Linked DNA regions of Xenopus tropicalis: region 1 is linked to region 2. The links are chromatin contacts, called in public Hi-C maps. All regions are on one chromosome and are shown on one strand. Each heading gives the region's core, a stretch centred on a gene start, on an enhancer-like site or on the middle of the called end of the contact. The rest is flanking DNA. Distances are from core to core; before and after follow the strand shown.

Region 1 (2,700 bases), core at 103-2,602, 200 kb before region 2:
AATGAGGTGTTAGACCAAAATATAGATAGCGTTCCTGACCTAAGGGTAAGTTCAACATGGTCTTACTACTCAGTCACAGTGTTTGCTGGGGGATCAGTGATGATGAGAGGGTGTAGGTAGTCATACACCCTCTATTGATCTATGTAAAAGTCAACCAAAAATTGAGGAAACTGTTTCCTCTTGTATCCTTTTTGAGACCTCTACTGCACCATTCACACAGTCACTCAAACACAATTATGATTATTCACTATTGCAGCTTGGTAAAAATCATAAAATATACAGAGAGGACATAGAGAATTGGTTGGGGGAGCACTAGGTAGCATTATTAATTTGCAGCACTGGTGTACAGGGCTCAGCTCTGGCCACAGCACAATCTGCCTAGAGTTTCTCTTTTTGTGTGGGGGTTCCTCCAATTCCAGTAGTTCTTATTCCAACATTTTGTCCATGTTTATAAAGTCTTAGGGGGAGATTTACTAATCCAAGAATCCGAATCCCGAAAGAGAAAAAATCGGAATGGAATTGAAAATTTTGCGACTTTTTAGTCGCCGTCACGATTTTTCCGTATTTGTAGTGACTTTTTCGTCGCCGCCGCGACTTTATCATATTTTACGTGACTACTTCGCTGCCGTCGAGATTTTTTCGTATTGAGCGATTGTAAACGGCAGAAAAACCAATCCGATTTTTTCGCAACAGCGACAAAAAAGTCGCGGAAAATATACAAAAAAAAAAAGCCATGGAACATACGAAAAAGTCGCGACGGTGACGAAAAAGTCGCAAAATACCGATCATTGCGAAAAAACGCCTTCGGACCGTTCGTGGATTAGTAAATCTGCCCCTTAGGGTGCCCTAAAAAGTTTTTGCTGAGTAGCCTAGTATTTTCTAGTTGTGTTTCTATTACTCCATTAGTACATAAAGCCTGTTTTGTTTTTAGGTGGCTGGGGGATACTGGAAGGGTTTCCTGTCAAATCTATGCAATGATGAATGAACAGTAATAATAAAAATAATTGGTCTTGTGATTGTGAGCAATATCACATGATCCTCTAATTAATACAATGCACTGGAGAATATTTGCATCTAAAAATACATTCTGTCCTGTCTGTGGATTTTGAAGCCAATGATCCAGATTGTCTGCTCATGTCTCCTTCCTTCCGTTGGCTGTGAGCTCACTCGGTAATTTTCCAGCCAGTGCAATCAATGCCTGTTTATTTAACGCTGTGTGCCGTGCAGCCTGGGTTGGTACAGGTATTAGCTGCAGACTTGAGGAGAAAAGCATGTGAGCGTTTGTGATATGTGACACTCTCAGGGTGAAGTAAGAGCCACAAAAATAAACCACCAACCTCCCAAAACAATCAGACAGATAATCCCTCTTCTAACGCCTTCCAAACACCTCAGTACTGCACAGCATCAAACTTCTTTCATACCCTCTGGCCTCTGTGCCTCAAACTTTTAAAGGTTTAATGGTTACTTGAAAGTCAGGCACTATTTTGTGATTAGTTAAACACTATAAAGAAAGCTACTCACACTTCTTACACCTTGCAGTGAGCACCATTGCAGCAGCTCAGTCTAGATGACATACATGCACCCAAGGAAAACTTTTGCTACTGTTTAAGTGAGTTTTACAAAGGCAGATACTAACTGTCATCCACAGCGTTAAATCATACACAAGTTGTGGCACTGTTTGGTAGACGACCCTCGTTACGTTAGAATTCTAAGCCAGTGTTTTTCAACCTTTTTTGGGCAAAGGCACACTTGTTTCATGAAAAAAATCACGAGGCACACCACCATTAGAAAATGTTAAAAAATTTAACTCTGTGCCCAGCAGCAGTGCCCCCCTAGTACATTGGTGCCCAGCAGCAGTGCCCCCCTAGTACATTGGTGCCAAGAGCAGTGCCCCCCTAGTACATTGGTGCCCAGCAGCAGTGCCCCCCTAGTACATTGGTGCCAAGAGCAGTGCCCCCTAGTACATTGGTGCCCAGCAGCAGTGCCCCCCTAGTACATTGGTGCCAAGAGCAGTGCCCCCCTAGTACATTGGTGCCCTGCCTACGGCACACCAGGCAACATCTCGCGGCACACTAGTGTGCCGCGGAACAGTGGTTGAAAAACGCTGTTCTAAGCTGCATTGTGCAGAGAAAAAAACATGGTAATTTGTGTCTATCCACAATCTCCCTGCAGTTTGTTGCCAAGACAGAAAAAAGGCATATCCCTGAGCATCATTTTCAATAAATAGCCAAATATGTATCTCTGTCTGACTGATATGAGAGCCACTGGTTTGCACACAATAGAGAGTGGCACAGATGGCATCTTACAGTCACTAAAAGAAATACCCAGACTATTAAATAGTGCAGAGAAGCAGATGTTTCACGGCATTTTGGCCTGTATTTAGAAATCTACTATGCATAGTTTGGACAGGAGAAGTGTGTGTGCCAGGTTGATTTGAGAAAGGCAAATGGTCTCCATCAAAGATCATGGTTCTTCCAAGAACTGCTAAAGACAAAACACTGGACTGGCCTAAAGTACTCAGTGAGTACAGATTTAAATCCCATTGAACAGTTGTTTGATGGGATTTATGTAGTTGATGTAGTTAGCCAGCTTAAAGTATATTGCAATCTATAGACAAACAATACCTGTTCTGCTAATTGGGGCATTTTTTGGTAGGTTAAAGGACATGTAAAACCTACATTTCTGTACAATGTATATCAG
Region 2 (2,700 bases), core at 19-2,518:
ATTAAATATTACAACATCTTAAACTGAGACTAAAGTGTTGCCGGATTCACAAACTGTCCCAGAGGAGTAATAGGAGTTGCAAAGTCTTGAATGAATGTTAAGGTGTGAGTCACAACCTCAGACTAGTGACTATGCTGGAAATTTCCATCCACAGACTACAGTAAATGTATTGACCTCCTGAACTCTATGGTTTTGGGCAGCATATTTTGCTGAGCTTCTATTCTGTTGCCTCCAGGGGAGACATGGACAAAGATATCATTATCACCCAATTAAAGGATGGTCACTGGAACGAAGATAAATCAACCAGAGTAGTACTGGATCCCACAAAGCTTGCCTTGCCAAGATGATCGTTTCCATTGGAGGGCAGACCGGGTCATTCAGTTACCAATCTACTGCAGTGTGTCTCCAAGGAGAAATATTTTTGTGCCCTTTTTAACCACAGGCTCGGTTTGCTCTTTTCAGAACTTAATCTAAAAGAAAATGCCAAAAAGCAGTTTGTGAAAAAAAGCAGCCGTCTGTGCATCCCAGAGAAGAAAGTAGAGTTAAAAAACAGGAACATCTGCCACATTAAATCTTTCAGGATGTGGAACTGGCCAAAAAATAACTTCATTCATTTATGCAAAAAAATGGAGAGAGGGGTGCAGTACTAACCCATGCAAGGAAGTAATGAATGGTTATGTCTTAGTCTATAAATGACAGGTGCACAAAGTTCTCAGCACTGCAGTGTTATAGTGCTATATTTTATAATGTACAATATATTTACACAGTATTCATTTATACATGAATATGTCAGCTGTGTATACATAAATGTTAGTAATAATAACTATCACTGTATTGGGGGCATGCAGTGTATCACAGGGTACATGCTCAGATATGTAGGCAGCAGATAGTGTGTGTCTGTGCCCCTATAGAATTTGGGTCCCAGCTGCACCTGAACAACTGCTGAATGTAACTAGTCTGTTGTGCTGCCAGGTGGTGAAATGGTGGCCACCCAGAGGTGCTCCTTGTATGTGTGTATGGGAGTCCCACTCCTGTCCATACAGTTGTGGGATTCCCCCTCCCTCAGCCCATTTCTACGCCCGTCAGGTGAAGCCTGCCAGCTGCCTGGGAGTTGTTACAGGCTGGGAGATGTATGAAGGGGAGGAGGGGTTTGCTTTTTATCCTCTCCTTCAATAACAAAGTCCCGCCTTGCAAGTTTTGAGCGACTCTTTCCCTATTCAGAGCATCCCCAGCCAAAGCAATGCCCTCTCCTACCCTGACGTCAAAGAGCAGATCACAAGCGAGATTAGACTTTTTTCATTTCTCTTATTGCAGCAATTAGCCCGGGACTGTATAAAAAGGGTTCCAGGAAGGGAGGGAAAATCAGGGAACATAAAGAGATAGCTGGGAGACATAGGCAGGCGCTGGGAGACATAGGCAGGCGCAGGGAGACAGGCTGCTGCTGCTGCTGCTGCTGAGGGAGAGAAGAGGAGGAGGAGGAGGAGATGGGGGAGTGATACTAACTTTTCCTACACCTGGTACTGCAGGCTTGTTGGGAAACTTTCTCTTTTTCTAGAAATGACAAGAAATAAAGGAATCTGCTAATATTTTGAGTGGCCCACTGGCAGGCTGGCTTCCCAGCCGGACTAGTCGCACAGACACCTGCTTTTTTCATGTCTCATCCTTTCCATGGCATTCTGCACTGCCTTTACTTCACTGTGAGGCACTCACTTTGCACTGACTTTCTGCTGCTTTTCCTTTGTCCGTTCTGTAAGGAGGGGCTGAGGCGCAGGTAGAGATAGGAAGCTGAGAGTGAGGAGGGGGGACCCACGCTACCATTATGGGACTGCTGAGTGTGGACTTGTTGATCACCCTGCAGATCTTGCCAGGTTTCTTCTCAAACTGCCTGTTCCTGGCTCTGTACGACTCTGTCGTGCTAGTAAAACACGTGCTTCTACAACTCAGCCGCTCCAAATCCAGCCAGAGTCAATGGCGCCGAATGCTCACCCCAGAAGGGCTGCGCTGTGTGTGGAACAGCTTCCTATTGGATGCCTACAAGCAGGTACGCCCGGAACCCCTGCACCTTCTGCCTCTCAATACTCCTTCTGGCAGAACTTTTCTGCTTCTTCCTCTCATTTCTGCCCAACTCTGCCTATCTTACAACTATCTCAGCTTCAATTCCACCCCAGGGGGTTATACACTTATTCATAACTGCTTCATTTTATTCCAGGGAAAAATATTAGTGGCAATATATCCTTTTCTGCTGCAATCTCAGTAGTTCTCATTCATTCTTCCGTACAAATGTAAAGCCATTTCAAATCGTAGTACCCAAAAACGGGAGCATGCTGCAGAACAATGCCAGGCAAACAGGTGGGCAGTCCCAGCTACTCCAGGGCAGTGGTGGGAATGTGCCCCCCCATTAAGTACTGATGAATAGCTCCACAGTAAGGGAATTAGGTGCTTATGAATAGTTCTATAGTAAGTGAATTAGGTGCTGATGAATAGTTCTATAGTAAGTGAAATGCTGTTACTTTCATTTTGTTTTTATCTCAGTTTATCCTGGGTTGTGCAGCAGATATCTATAGGTCAGGGCTCATTATTAGGATAGCTGCTGCACAACCTCTTGGGAAGCTGATCTGTTCTGTAGGCACACAACACCTTTAGTTAGTGCTGTAGATACTGATAGATGAAGGTGATTCATAAAATATTTAGCAGTGCTAT

What was found. A called contact is a pair of places that touch in the nucleus more often than the background predicts.
Region 1: a contact with region 2 is called in a Hi-C map of gastrula embryo, with 2.1 times the contacts expected there. The contact joins the enhancer-like site here to the promoter of dio2 in region 2. A contact is called at or near these places in 2 of 5 Hi-C or Micro-C datasets (gastrula embryo and neurula embryo).

Annotation. Positions count from the first base shown.
Region 1 is chr8:83,649,518-83,652,217 of UCB_Xtro_10.0, reverse strand. The region is part of intron 7 of tshr (thyrotropin receptor); the gene reads right to left. Among named protein-coding and RNA genes, the nearest start is that of tshr, 20 kb to the right of the region's middle. Within about 2 kb of position 1,352, at least 2 of the 11 cell types and tissues checked have an H3K27ac peak or open chromatin away from gene starts, as enhancers often do. A contact at or near this core is called in gastrula embryo, where this site is marked.
Region 2 is chr8:83,445,167-83,447,866 of UCB_Xtro_10.0, reverse strand. dio2 (deiodinase, iodothyronine, type 2) reads left to right here and starts at 1,268. Exons shown (of 2, transcript NM_001197232.4): 1 at 1,268-2,041. The coding sequence starts at 1,820.